Regions from separate parts of the Mus musculus genome. Here regions 2 and 3 are each linked to region 1. Evidence: chromatin contacts called from public HiChIP or PLAC-seq and promoter capture Hi-C data. All regions are on one chromosome and are shown on one strand. The core of a region is the stretch at or near the end of the contact, and the rest is flanking DNA. Distances in the headings are between cores, read along the strand shown. Region 1 holds the start of Ccp110 (centriolar coiled coil protein 110). Region 2 overlaps Smg1 (SMG1 homolog, phosphatidylinositol 3-kinase-related kinase (C. elegans)). Region 3 overlaps Gprc5b (G protein-coupled receptor, family C, group 5, member B).

The links. Promoter capture Hi-C pulls out the DNA fragments that hold promoters and counts their contacts. HiChIP or PLAC-seq counts read pairs in DNA pulled down with a chosen protein or histone mark.
Region 2: a contact with region 1 is called in an H3K4me3 HiChIP or PLAC-seq map of bone marrow-derived macrophages, with 4 times the contacts expected there. The contact joins the enhancer-like site here to the promoter of Ccp110 in region 1. A contact is called at or near these places in 15 of 39 promoter capture datasets (the 3T3-L1 cell line, 3T3-L1-derived adipocytes, the C10 cell line and 10 more), 1 of 484 Hi-C or Micro-C datasets (CD8 T cells), 1 of 115 datasets of contacts at active chromatin or transcription factors (bone marrow-derived macrophages) and 2 of 9 other capture datasets (adipose tissue and pancreatic islet).
Region 3: a contact with region 1 is called in a promoter capture Hi-C map of neural stem cells. The contact joins the enhancer-like site here to the promoter of Ccp110 in region 1. A contact is called at or near these places in 1 of 39 promoter capture datasets (neural stem cells), 1 of 484 Hi-C or Micro-C datasets (bone marrow-derived macrophages), 5 of 115 datasets of contacts at active chromatin or transcription factors (bone marrow-derived macrophages, craniofacial prominence, embryonic stem cells and 1 more) and 3 of 9 other capture datasets (adipose tissue, liver and pancreatic islet).

The regions. Positions count from the first base shown.
Region 1 is chr7:118,710,223-118,714,406 of GRCm38.p6, reverse strand. Ccp110 (centriolar coiled coil protein 110) reads right to left here and starts at 1,864. Exons shown (of 15, transcript NM_001360794.1): 1 at 1,659-1,864; 2 at 159-301.
Region 2 is chr7:118,221,474-118,225,657 of GRCm38.p6, reverse strand. The region is part of intron 1 of Smg1 (SMG1 homolog, phosphatidylinositol 3-kinase-related kinase (C. elegans)); the gene reads left to right. Among named protein-coding and RNA genes, the nearest start is that of Smg1, 20 kb to the left of the region's middle. Within about 2 kb of position 2,362, at least 3 of the 459 cell types and tissues checked have an H3K27ac peak or open chromatin away from gene starts, as enhancers often do. A contact at or near this core is called in bone marrow-derived macrophages, where this site is marked.
Region 3 is chr7:118,974,831-118,979,014 of GRCm38.p6, reverse strand. Gprc5b (G protein-coupled receptor, family C, group 5, member B) reads left to right here. Exons shown (of 4, transcript NM_022420.2): 3 at 2,345-2,502; 4 at 3,812-4,184. The coding sequence ends at 3,856. Among named protein-coding and RNA genes, the nearest start is that of Gm39076, 8.2 kb to the left of the region's middle. Within about 2 kb of position 2,229, at least 121 of the 459 cell types and tissues checked have an H3K27ac peak or open chromatin away from gene starts, as enhancers often do. A contact at or near this core is called in adipose tissue, craniofacial prominence, epiblast stem cells and 1 more, where this site is marked.

The DNA of each region.
Region 1 (4,184 bases), core at 615-3,114:
GACATTCAAGCTCCAGTGCTCATGTGAGACTGGAGAACGCTCCAGAAGATCCAGCGCATGACTGGACCTTCCTAACCTTCAGTTTCAGCCCATCCTAATTCCCCTACCTCAATCACTAGCACATCACCTTGATGTTTCCCAGCTTCCAGAGTACTTACCACTATCTGAAATGATCTCGTTTATTTCCTGGGGTTTTGTGTATCTTCTTCCACCAAAACGTAAACTCCATAAGAACAGGTACCTTCTCAGTCTTGCTCACTGGTTCGCCATGACACACAATGGTGTCAGCACGTGGTAGGCACTTCAGACAATTATTGAATAAATTAATTAGGGCAAATAGATCAAGCAATGTAAAGCAAGACTAGCAGAATGAAGAGAATTCTGAGAATGGCAACTTGGAGAACAACCCTATTCCCAGAGAACTAGGTACCTCTCAATTGCAAAAGTAGTCATTAAAAAGAGAGTCCGGGATTCTACAATTGTGCAAGAGGGCACTACATTTCTCACACCAGTTACCACTTGCAAGCAAGGTTTATTTTAAGGGAGTCTTGATGACAAGGTGATCCCAACCTCAAACCTACCACCCCATACTTTAGCATCAGGCATTACTGGTCCATGGTCCACTTACATTCACACCAGCCTCAGCAGGTCCAGGCATGCCTTTTCTACTCCATTTCTACCTAATTACAAGTGACCTTTGTCCAGGAAGTCTCTTGGCAAACCCTATAGCCTCATGGCTCCTATCTACTTATTCATAACCTGTACTCAGAAATGTCACTGAAAGGAAAGGCGAAGGTAACACAGCTTCCAAGGCTGGCTGCTTACCACTAAGTTTTTCCACAAACACATAAACTTCCTACAGAGTCTGTAAAGGGAGAAAGATATGCTGTTTAAGGACATACTAGCTGTTCGTACATTCATGGTAGGCTAATATCCCTGGACCCCACCATCTATAAAGTGGGGCTCTGTCTCAAGGCGATTTTATGAGAAAACAATGAGCTAAGGCACAGACAGCAATCGCAGGACTGTATGTAGGACAAATAGAAGCATCAGTAAGTGGAAGCTGCTTCCAAACGGAGGATATAATGGTGTTTTTATCACCTCCGTGTGAACTCTTGGAGAAGAGACAATTTTTGGTTCTTCCTGAGACTCAAATGTGACTTGAAAACATGAGAAAGGGCTTTCTCATCCAAATCCATCTCTTAAGGTAGGAACCACTTAACAGCATCATGGGTGTCTGAGAGAACCAGCTACATTATCCTGCAGATGCCCCAGAGTGGCAAAGCTGGTGTAAACAGCGCTCCTATGGGCCTTTGGTTGCGGTAACCAGTATTTAGAAATGGCCAGTGCACACCCCGGGGGACGCCTCCATCTCCTCCTACACTACCTCCGACACCAAACTGAAGTCACCATGAAGTGCCTACTCTTCAGCGCAGGATGCTTCACTGGGCGGAGCCAGCATCCAAGCATCCCCTCCAAGTCCCCCTGACCCCGGTCCTCAACTCCCGCCTCCCCATTCCCGATGCCTTCAAGGGCTCGTGACCGAGGGAAGCCAAACCGGGTCCGGAACGCCGGCCTTCTGTCCCTCGGGACACCAATGCCGGGTCTCACCTCAGCCTAGACCCGTAGGAAAACGAACCCAGTCCTCTTGCACACACCTGACACCTACTGCCCGGTCAGCTTCTCTGCCCGTGGACCAGCCTCCTCTGTAAGCAAAGGCCTCAGTCGGTTTAGACAGAGCGCATCTAGGTCCTCCGCCTTCTCCTCCTCCTCCTCCCCGCCATATTACGGGTCCCTCAGGCGGCAACGCGGGATCCTGGCAACCGCTGCCGCCGCCACCAGCTCAACTCCACCCCTCAGGGCCGGTACTTCCGGTGGCTGTTTGGCGGGCAGTTGAAGCGGTTGGGCCTCCATAGACTACAATTCCCAAAGTGCACTGCGGTCATCAGCAAGCGCTTACATGAGCTTTACGCAATCGAGATGCACGCTGGGAAGAGTAGTCTTCACTGCAAACTAAGGGCTTTGACTATAAATTACCATAGAAAGTCTCCTCAGGGCCTTAAACCCCAAAAGTGTTCCTGGGAAGTTGTCGGGTATTTTTGTTTGTCTGTCTGTCCGTCCGTCCGTCCGTCTGTCTGTCTGTATAGAGATAGTCTCCTGTTTGGTCGATGGAAAATGTACAACATTCACCCATGTTTTCCCTATAAATGAAAAATGTGGCTGAATCGCAGACACCAACTCAAGGCTTTAATATATTTGCACTTCTTTGCAGATCAGTTGCGGGGAATATACAGAGGAAAAGATAACTTCAAGTTGGCAAAAAAAAAAAATCCACCAATATTTTTTATCAGTTCTTACCTAAATTACTCACTAAGAGCTTTTTTGATTTAATGACACCATTTCCATTCTATAACTGGGCTTTGCCGTCCTCCTGGTGCTTATTTTTGTTTATGTATAGTGGGAATTTTAAAGAGCCTACCAAGAGTGGTTGTGAGGCATAACAGAGAAAACTCTTATACTGCACCTGGTACAAAAATCTCTAATAGGAGGAAAGGGTCATCTAGAGAGATGCTCAGTCACTAAAGCATTTGCCACTCAAGCATGAGGACCTGAGTTCAGAGCCTGAACACTCCCCTAAAAAGGCTCTGAGTCCTGGCTAAAAATTATAATTGCCAGTCCTGGGGATATAGAAATAGGAACTCCCTGGCGATCTCAGGCCGGCCATTCTAGCCAGTTTCAATGAGATCCTCAAAAATTAGGGTGGAAATTGACTGAAAAAGATACCCAACAGAGATGGATATCTCTGGTCTCCCTATACATATGTACATGTGTGTATATATATATATATATATATATATATATATATATATATATATATACACTCATGCCAAAAAATAAAAATAAAAAGGTAGGCTAAGAGCTGGAGGCAGAGGAATCATGGGATGATGGGTATCAAGAGGTGAGATCTGTCCCACTAGCACTATCCCAGTGAAACACTGGGACGCAGAGAATGGGCTCTCAGGCAAAGGCTTTAACAGAGGCAGTGCCTCAAGAAGGGTGGCATGAGGGGACCATGGTGTGAGGGACAAAGCTGACAGAGACAAGAGTGCCCCATAGCAGTGAGTGAGCCCTGAAATGGAGTCCAAGGTCCAGACATGTTCTGTTAATCTTGAGGACAATGTAATGTGGGGCTTTGGGGTGGGGGTTCCACTTATAACTTAATAATAAAGACTTGGAGACCTGTGTATAGTATAAGGATGTTGGCTTGTTTGCTGGGGCAGTCTCTCGGTTAGCACATCTAACTCAAGCCAAGTTCTCTGCTATTATAGTTCTCTGCTCTACTTCCATGTCTTTTGCCTCTGTCAGTCCTTCTACCCCAGCTCTTTATTATGCAAAAAGCCACACTAGAAACTAACGCAGTTGACATTGAAAAGGTCAAGGCTATGTGACCTTTGCCAAGGCATCTTGCCTTTTCTTTTTGAGCAGGTGGGGAAGGAACAAACATTTGCTTAACCTGCTCTGCAGGCACAGGGATTAAAAACTGAGAATACACCCGGCAGTGGTGGCGCATGCCTTTAATCCCAGCACTTGGGAGGCAGAGGCAGACAGATTTCTGAGTTCGAGGCCAGCCTGGTCTACAGAGTGGGTTCCAGGACAGCCAGGGCTATACAGAGAAACCCTGTCTTGGAAAACAAACAAACAAACAAACAAACAAACAAAAACTGAGAATACAGGGAGATCTTTTCATAGCCGATGTGGGAGTTAGCCCAACCACAATGAGTTCTTTAAGCACAGACCTGGAACTCCAGAGATCCTTGGATCAGGTGTGGGCTACCATTCTAATCTGAGAATGAAAAGTCTTTTAAAGAAATCTCTTCCTCCTGTTTTCATTTGTTTGCTTGGGTTTTTTGTTTTGTTAGTTTTAGGGGAGCTGGTTTTGTTGTTGTTCCCTTAGTTTGTTTTTTGTTTTTTAAAACAGGGTTTCTCTTTGTAGTCCTGGCTGTCCCAGAACTTCTGTTGACCAAGCTATCCTTAAACTCAGAGATCGGCCTGCTTCTGCCTCCTGAGTGCTGGGATTAAAAGCAAGTGTCAACATGCTCAACTCTCAAGAAATTTCTGCTTGTATAAAATATACATCAAGTCTGGGGCATGAGTCAAGTGCCTGCCCAACAACATAAGGATGG
Region 2 (4,184 bases), core at 1,113-3,612, 490 kb after region 1:
GGTCTACAAAATGAGTTCCAGGACAGCCAGGGCTATACAGAGAAACCCTGTCTCAAAAACAAAAAAACAAAAAACAAACAAAAAAGATTAAAAAAAAAAGATGTGTGTGAGTGCTTGAGTCCTCTTCTGGTATGGAAGTAGAGCTCAGAGGGCAACTTATAGGAATTGGTTTTCTCCTTCTAACGTGCTTCTGAGGTTGATTGAACTAATGTCACCAGGCTTGACTGCAAGTGCCTATACTCTCCCTAACCCTTTTTTGTAGTCTTTAGCTCTCAGTCCCTTTTGTAAAAGGTCCAAGAAAATGTTGGTATTCTTCCTTCTTTGTTTTGTTTGACAGTTGGGGACTGAACCAAGGTTCTCATGCCTTCTGTGCCATGTGCATTACTACTGAGCCCAGAAATGTTGATTTTCCTGGAAGGATTTGGAGAGGAAGTTTAGATCGCAGCTGAATTGCAAAGTTGAACAAAAAGCCCCAGTGACTTAATTTAGTCAACATGTAATTTTATATGCTGTCTAGGCATTGTGATACCTACCTAACAGGCCTCTGCCCTTCTGATGTTTTATACATTTTTTTGTAGAGTACATACAGTTAGTAAGAACTGAGGGAAAAACCATTAGGCCTTCTAAACTGCACAAATGATGGCTTCTAAGGAAACATGAGAAACTAACTTTGGCAAAGGAAAGTTGAATGAGGCTTGGGAAGATAATGAGAAAGGCTGAGGGAGCAAGGGCTGAGGACAATACTGTTTTGGCAGGCAGAAACTAAATTCTGTCTAGACACCAAAAAGTTAAAACTTGAGATCATAGATAAGTTAACTTGGAAAGGAACATATACAGGATGATGATGATGAGAGAGTGACATTAGTTTTGTGCCTTAGAATTATTTTTTGCATTGTGTAGAAGAGACGAGGGTGGTGGTGGTGGAGCTGAGTATTGGAGATGAGATATGTAGTTTGACAGATCATATAGTGCCTTTTATTAGAATACACCTGAAGGTGGCACTGTTTATTCTGTGGGCAGATACTGGGAACAAAGGAGTCAGTTCTGTTTGAGGTCTTAGAACATTGAGAGTTTTTGTTTGTTTGTTTGTTTGTTTGTTTTATTTTTGAGTTAAGGTTTTACTATATTGCCCAGACTGGATCTAGCTTTTGAGTTCAGGTTAGCTTCTTGCATCTGTTTCCCAAGTAGCTGGATTGCAGATGTGTTCCTGTGTCTAGCTTGAGAAGGTGGAATACACAGGCCTGATACTCAGAATGGATATATAGTGAGACCTACATGTGCAAGTTGATGATATGCAGATGATACTTTGTCAGCAAGGATTAATGTCAGCAAAGGTTAAAGAGAGTACAAATCAGGTGGCTTCCCAGAGAGTTTAAGGCTAGGCCTTTAAGAGTCTGCAAGGATTGGTGGTTTGGCAAAAGAGCCTGTGAGAGGATCAGGAGAATCAATTGTTCCATTCCCTCAAGATGTGAGTGTAAGTATTGTTTTATGAATTAAAAAAAATTAACTTATGTGTATGTGTGTGTGTTTTCATGATTGTTATAGTGCCTATAGAGGCCCAAAAAGGGTATTGGGTCTCTTGGAGCTGGAGTTTCAGGTGATTCTGAGCTGTCAGATACAGATGTTGGAACCCAAACTTTAGTCCTTTGGAAAAACAGCACAGTAATTCTTAAACATAGCTAAGCTGTTTCTCCAACCCATAATATAAGGATATTTAAAAGAGGGAGTTTTCAATTTTTTTTTCTATCTCATTTTTCAGGCAAAACTCACAACTCTACTTGTAGTCCTGTGAGAGCCCGAGAGAGTGAGTAGATTTCAGACTTGAAAGTAGATCTTGGATTTAGCAACCTGGAGGGCAGAGGCATGAGCAGAAATCACATCAGGTAGGAGTTGAGAAGCTGGAAGGGGTGAAGAAATGGGTGAGGGGAATGCAGACACTTGAATAGGTTGGCCACAGGGAGCATTGTGAGTGTGTGTGTACTCATATCTTTTAAATGAAAGACATTAACTTAGGAAATTTCACATATTTAGGAAATTTAGCTGTGTTGGGAAGAGAAGTAAAGTAAGTAAGTACCTGAAAAATGGAGAGGAATTAGAGGAGCTGGAGATGCAGGATTGAGTGTAGATTTGTTACCATATACCTCTTCTTGGCAAAGGTTGGAGTCTATGGGTTGGAGATAGGATGTTTTGGAATCAGAAGAGAATGGGAAGGTCTGAGTAGTTTGTTGGCAGTGTTATGCTTCTGAGTGAGTAGATGATCATTGGATTTATTTGGGGTTGTGGTTTTGCCATCTTAGTGTAAAGAAAATCATAAGCAAGATTAAGGAACTCTGCAAGGCTATTATGTCACAGTCTAAATTGGTTGCAGGATGAAGTAAGTAAAGAGGTTGTTTGGACTATATTGAATTACAGAGCCATTGTATCTACAGCCACTTTAAAGAATCAAACCAAACAAGACACCAGGCAGAGCAGCATTGAGAGAACATTTGGAAACTGAAAAATGGATATGGGGCTTTAGCTAAAAGAGTGAAATGAAGTCAGACATGGTGGTGCATGTCTTTAATTTTAGCACTTGGAGGCACAGGCAGGCAGATCTCTCTGAGTTTGAGGCCAGCCTAGTCTATCTAAGTTCTAGGACAGAGATTCTGTCTTTAAATACACACACACACACACACACACACACACACACACACACACACACAGAGCTCTCTGTGGCCAACCTATCCAAGATGTCTGCATTCCCCTCACCCATTTCTTCATCCCTTTCAGCTTCTCAACTCCTACCTGATGTGTCTGTCTGTCTGTCTGTCTGTCTGTCTCTCTCTCTCTCTCTCTCACACACACACACACACACAGGGAGGGAGGGAGGGAGAGGGCAGGGAGAGGGAGAAGTGTACTGAAAGGCAGCCCTTAGAGGTGAGTGGGGTGAATGTTTTTCTTTTTCTTTTTTTAAACAGATTTATTTGTCTGTCTATCAATCAATCAATCAATCAATCAATCAATCATATGTAAGTGCACTGTAGCTGTCTTCTGACACACCAGAAGAGGGCATCAGATCTCACTACAAATGGTTGTAAGCCACCACATGGTTGCTGGGATTTGAACTCAGTGCTTTTAACCACTGAGCCATCTCTCCAGCCTCAGGGTGAATGTTTCAGTGATCTGAAAAGTAAGGTGAAGTTTTTAGGAACTTGGCTTTGAAGAATCTGGACGGGCTGGAGAGATGGCTCAGTGGTTAAGAGCACTGACTGCTCTTCCGGAGGTCCAGAGTTCAGTTCCCAGCAACCACATGGTGGCTCACAACCATCTGTAATGGGATCTCATGCCCTCTTCTGGTGAGTCTGTAGACAGCTACAGTGTACTCATTTATATACATACATACATATATATATATATGTGTGTGTGTGTGTGTGTGTGTGTGTGTATATATATATAATATATATATATATATATATATATATATATATATATATATATATATATATAATCTTTAAAAAAAAGAATCTGGACAATAACTGATGAGATGGAATGTGCAAGACAGGGTCTCATGTGACCTAGTCTGCTCTTCAAATTGCTATGTAGGTGAGGCTGTCCTTCAATTCTTGATCCTCCTACCTCCACCTCCTAAGAGCTAGGATTCCATATGTGACCCTTACTAGATATTTAGAAGGAAAGGAATCCAGTTACTTGTACAGGAGTGTTGTTCATGTGCTCTTGCAGGTATTGTGAGAGTAGTTAAGTGGAAGAGTCTGGCCTACAGAAGGGAAAAGTGTTTGGGAGACAGGTGAAACTTAGGGTCTAGGTGACTTCTCTAGGAAAGAGCTTTATTTATCTAATGAAGATAGAAAAGGCTACATGGAGGTGAATTTGGATTTACAGGGAGAAAGTTTGTAGTCACTAGTACAACTGGGAACCTCAGTCACCCAACCCATAAAATGCAATTAAGAGGGTTGTGGTAAAGATGGAATGCAATGGTAGATGTTACTCTACTCACTGCCGTGGTAGACATTTGACAAAAGCAGCTCAAGGGAAGAAGGATTTATTTTGGCCCATGGTTTCAGAGTGTCTCAGTCCATCATGGCAGGTATGGTGGCCAAAGTAGAAGAGTGTGATAGGAAGGAGTCAGGGACCCAAGGACCTGCCTTCAACGAACCACTTTTTTTTTTCTTTTTTTTCTTTTGGTT
Region 3 (4,184 bases), core at 980-3,479, 260 kb before region 1:
TCCATTTTTTTTTTCTGGGGAAAAAAAAAAAAAACCTTTCCAGAAGGCTTGAGAAAATCCCATTCTGATTGACTCTAAATGTTATCCCCTAACCAGTATGTTCTCAAAGATGAAATGCTCTGATTGGTCAGACTGTCACAAGCTGGATCCTGGGTCCATGCTGAGGGTCTAGAATGCCAAAGCTACACTCAGAGATCCACAAATAGCCTGCAAGAGGGTGTGCTTGCATCACAGCAGAAGCTGATGACCCTAGCAGAAGTCTGTGTCCCTGTCCCTGCTTCGTGTGCTGCTTCCCAGACAGGGCCATGCCATCACTCAGCATAAGCACCTGCTCAAGCCCTGGAGATACCGGAGCAGACAGGTTTCCTGCGTCTGTCTTGCAGTTCTTTGGTCCAGACCATGATGAGCCTGTCCCTAATGCCACTTAACACATCTTGCTTCGACATACCCAACTGTAATGACTAACAGCAGAGCATATGGAACTGGTGTGGTGGTTAGGAGCAGCCTGTCTCTGCCAGGCTTCCAGTGTGGACTCTGCTAGCTGTGTGACCTTGGCCTTAGTACTTAACCTTTAGCTCTCGGAAAAAAAGAAAAAGCATCTGTGATGCTATGAAAACTAACCCTCTATATGCGATTTACTCAAGACCTAGCTCTAAGGTCATTCTGACTCTTCCCTCGTAGTGGGCTGCACAGTGCCCAAGACGTCTCCCTGTATTCCCTCAGAGACATCTCCCTGTATTCCCTCAGAGACGTCTCCCTGTATTCCCTCAGAGAAGACTTTTAGCTAAAAGCCTTTCTTTAGCCCAGCAACATTAGTGCTTCCTCCAGTGAAACTGCAGGTTAACTGTCATCTGACAGTGAAGATCGCCATTCGCCTGATGAGATGCTGAGGGTGGAGCCTAAAGCCTCAGGGATGCTAGGCTAAAGCTCTGCCAGGGAGCCAAAGACCAGATTTTAATTTGACTGCATCATTTTGGTGGGTTTTGACAAAAGCAGTGTGACCTGTATCCACCTTGAAGTATCACACAGAACAGTTTCATCATCCTGAAATGCTCCCCTTGCCCCAGGCAGCACCCAACCACCACTAACAGCCTTCACCTTCTGGATTCTAGTTTGGCGTGATGCGAGAAGCCCTCATAGGCTGGCTCCTGTCACTCAGAAACACGTACTTGAATTTTCTACGTTGTTTCAAGTTGGTTTTTCTTTATTTAAAAAGAAACTTAATCTCTTAAAAGTACAGAAACCGAGGCCTGGGGAGACAGCTCAGTTGGTAAAGTGCTTGTTGTTCAAGCATGAGGACCGGCGTTTTATCCCCAGAACCAGTGTGATGCTCACTTGTGAGTCTGGAGCTGGGAGGCAGAGACTGGTGGGTCCCTGAGATTCCCTGTCCAGCCAGCCTAGGCAGTGAGGCACCGTCTAGAACCAAGGGAGGGGCTGCAGAGCTGTTAAGAGGATTGATGTTCTTCTGAGGATCTGAGTTCGTTCCCAGTATCCACATCGGGCAGCTTGGCAGCTCCAACACCCTTTTTTGGCTTCTGCATCTGCGCGTGCGCACACACACTCTCAGAGAGACAGAGACAATAGACACACACAGACAGACATGCGGGCGGATAGGTGTGCACACACACACACCATGACACAGAGTACACTAAATAGCTCCATGTGGACCCCAACATTTGGCATGCAGCAACAGGAGGACCAGGAATCTAACTAGGGCCAGTGTGGCCGACCTTAGATGGTGTCTTTAAAAGGACAGTAACTCAGAACACCTGTGCCTACGTTCAGAGGTAGAGTGTTCACCCATTTGGCCATCATTGCTTCGGACCTTCTATTACTCTTTTGGGAATAACCCAAACAAGAGAGTAATTTTCCAGTGTTGACAGTCACTGTCCTGTACATGCAGTCGCCAGCTCTGCAGCATCCAGAAATAGTGGTGGCTTTTGACTGATATGGTAAATACAGACCTGTACTGTTCTACAGTGAGGTAAAGACTCTTATCCAAAGAGTCCTGACAGCCCAGAGGTGACTGTCACCCAGCCTGGCTGTAGCTGTTTGGGGAGAGCAGGACTTCAGAAAGTTCCCAACCCTTCTGAAGCTGGATCAGTCTCCTAGAGAACTGAGAACAAAGCCCCTTTGTGACTTTTGTTTTGAATCAGGCTTGTGACAAAGGGGAGGAGCCACTGTGGTGGGTGGATAGAGGTACCCAGAGGGGAGGAGCTGGTTGCTTCAGAAAAACAAAATTCTCTTCCTTCCTCTCTCCCTCCCCCTTATCCCTCTGTTCCCCTCCCCCATCCTCTCCCCCACACTCTCACTGGTGTTGTCATCCCGGGAACTCCGTCCTCAGCTCTCCGATCAGCAGTGGGCTTTTCCAATGGAAGCTTGGAGCAAAGATCTAGCAGCCTGGGAAAGAAGCCCAGCAGCTTGGGAAACCGGCCCAGTGCACCGTTCAGAAGCAATGTGTATCAGCCGACCGAGATGGCCGTCGTGCTCAATGGAGGGACTGTAAGTATCAAAATCTGATGTCTGGGCAGGAGGCCTGAGCGCGTCCGTCCCGTGTGGGGCAGCTTCAGCTGGGTACACCTGGAGGCTGCTTCTCTGGGCTGCTCACTGCAGCTCCATGCATGCACGCCTTCCATTTTTTGTCTGTCCCCCTTGTCATAAGGAAAACTCACCCATACTCAGAAAGCCATCTATAGATGCCTACCTACTGCTCGAGGCTCTTCACCTGATGAATTTTCCTCCATAAGCACAGCTCCCCCAACCCTGTCCCAGAAAGGTGACTCTAAGGAAAAGATTTCTGTGAGGGTGCTCTCAGCCTTGCTAACATCCATCAGGAGGCTCAAGCCCCCTGGTCCCTACTCCATCCAGAACCTACCCCCACCACCACCACCAAGCTGGGTACCAGGTCCCCCTTCCCTAAGGGAAGTTGAAGTTGAGTCCCTCACACACCAAAGCAGCTGTACTTATCTGTCGCCAAACAGGCCTGCAGCAGAAAGTGTTACCTTTGGCTTTTTGCCTCCGTTGGAATGACTTTGCTTCATTCCAGCAAAATCCAAAGAGGCTCTCATTCCTACATCCACCTTCCAGACATAGCTCTGTGCTTCTCAGAAACAATGCATGAGCCGGTTCACATGTACACATTTGATTTTCATTCTTTATTTTGTGCCAATTCCATAAATCAATCTGGCTTTTTTTTTTTTTTTAATAGACCATCAGGGATGGTCTTTGATCCCTGGAGGAAAGGAAGGGAATTTTGGTTTTTCTGCCCTGTGAAGGAAGGCCCTGCTAGGCTCTGATTCACTTTGCTTTGATCAAGCTATAAGACAAATAGAAACAAACAAGCTATAAGACAAATAGAAACACAGATTTGTGTTCTTAAATCTTCCTATCACCTCCTGGGCTGTTTCTTTGTCCTGGGGCCAAGAAAAGCCTGACTTGACTTGTGACCACTGATCTCCAGAGGGGTCAGCCCATGTGCCGTAATCAACACAGCCTGTCCGTCATTCCTAAGTCCTCCTGGTTCCTTCAAGGCCAGTGTAGGGAAGAGGACAGAGGCCTGACCAAGTGATGCTCTAGGGACTCAGGGTGAAGCTCAGTGTTAGGACACATGCCTAGCCTGCCCAAGGGGTCCCCCTCTCTTCAAAGTACTGAGTTTCTGAGCGAGTTGGATGTCCCGTCAGGTGGGGGACATGACCCTCCAGTACATTTCTGGGAGGACACAGCCCCCCACAGGCAGGAATAGGGAGATTGACGCATCAGTTCCTAACGATGACTTTGCAGAGTTCTCAGTCCTGTCCTTATGTAATTCCAGATCCCAACTGCTCCGCCATCTCACACGGGAAGACACCATTGGTGAAAGACCTTAAGTTCCAGAGAATAAGAATATTTCTTACCGATTTTATTCCCTGGCTGTGTCTTTCTTGAGGGCGAAATCACTAACCATGGCAGAGACAGGCCACCCGGAAGCCAGGAGATCTGAGAAGTCCCACCAAGGGGATTTCGTGTAAATGTGACATATGGATGAACTGGAAAGCTAACAGTGACCGCCCTCCCCTCCCCTGCCACACATGCAAACACGGAATCGTCCTGCAAACTAAATCAGAGCTAACTGCCAATAGTCTTAGACTCACTCAGAAGCGTGGCTGGGAAACTGAGTCATTCAGCAGGGGGCAGGACAGAGAAGA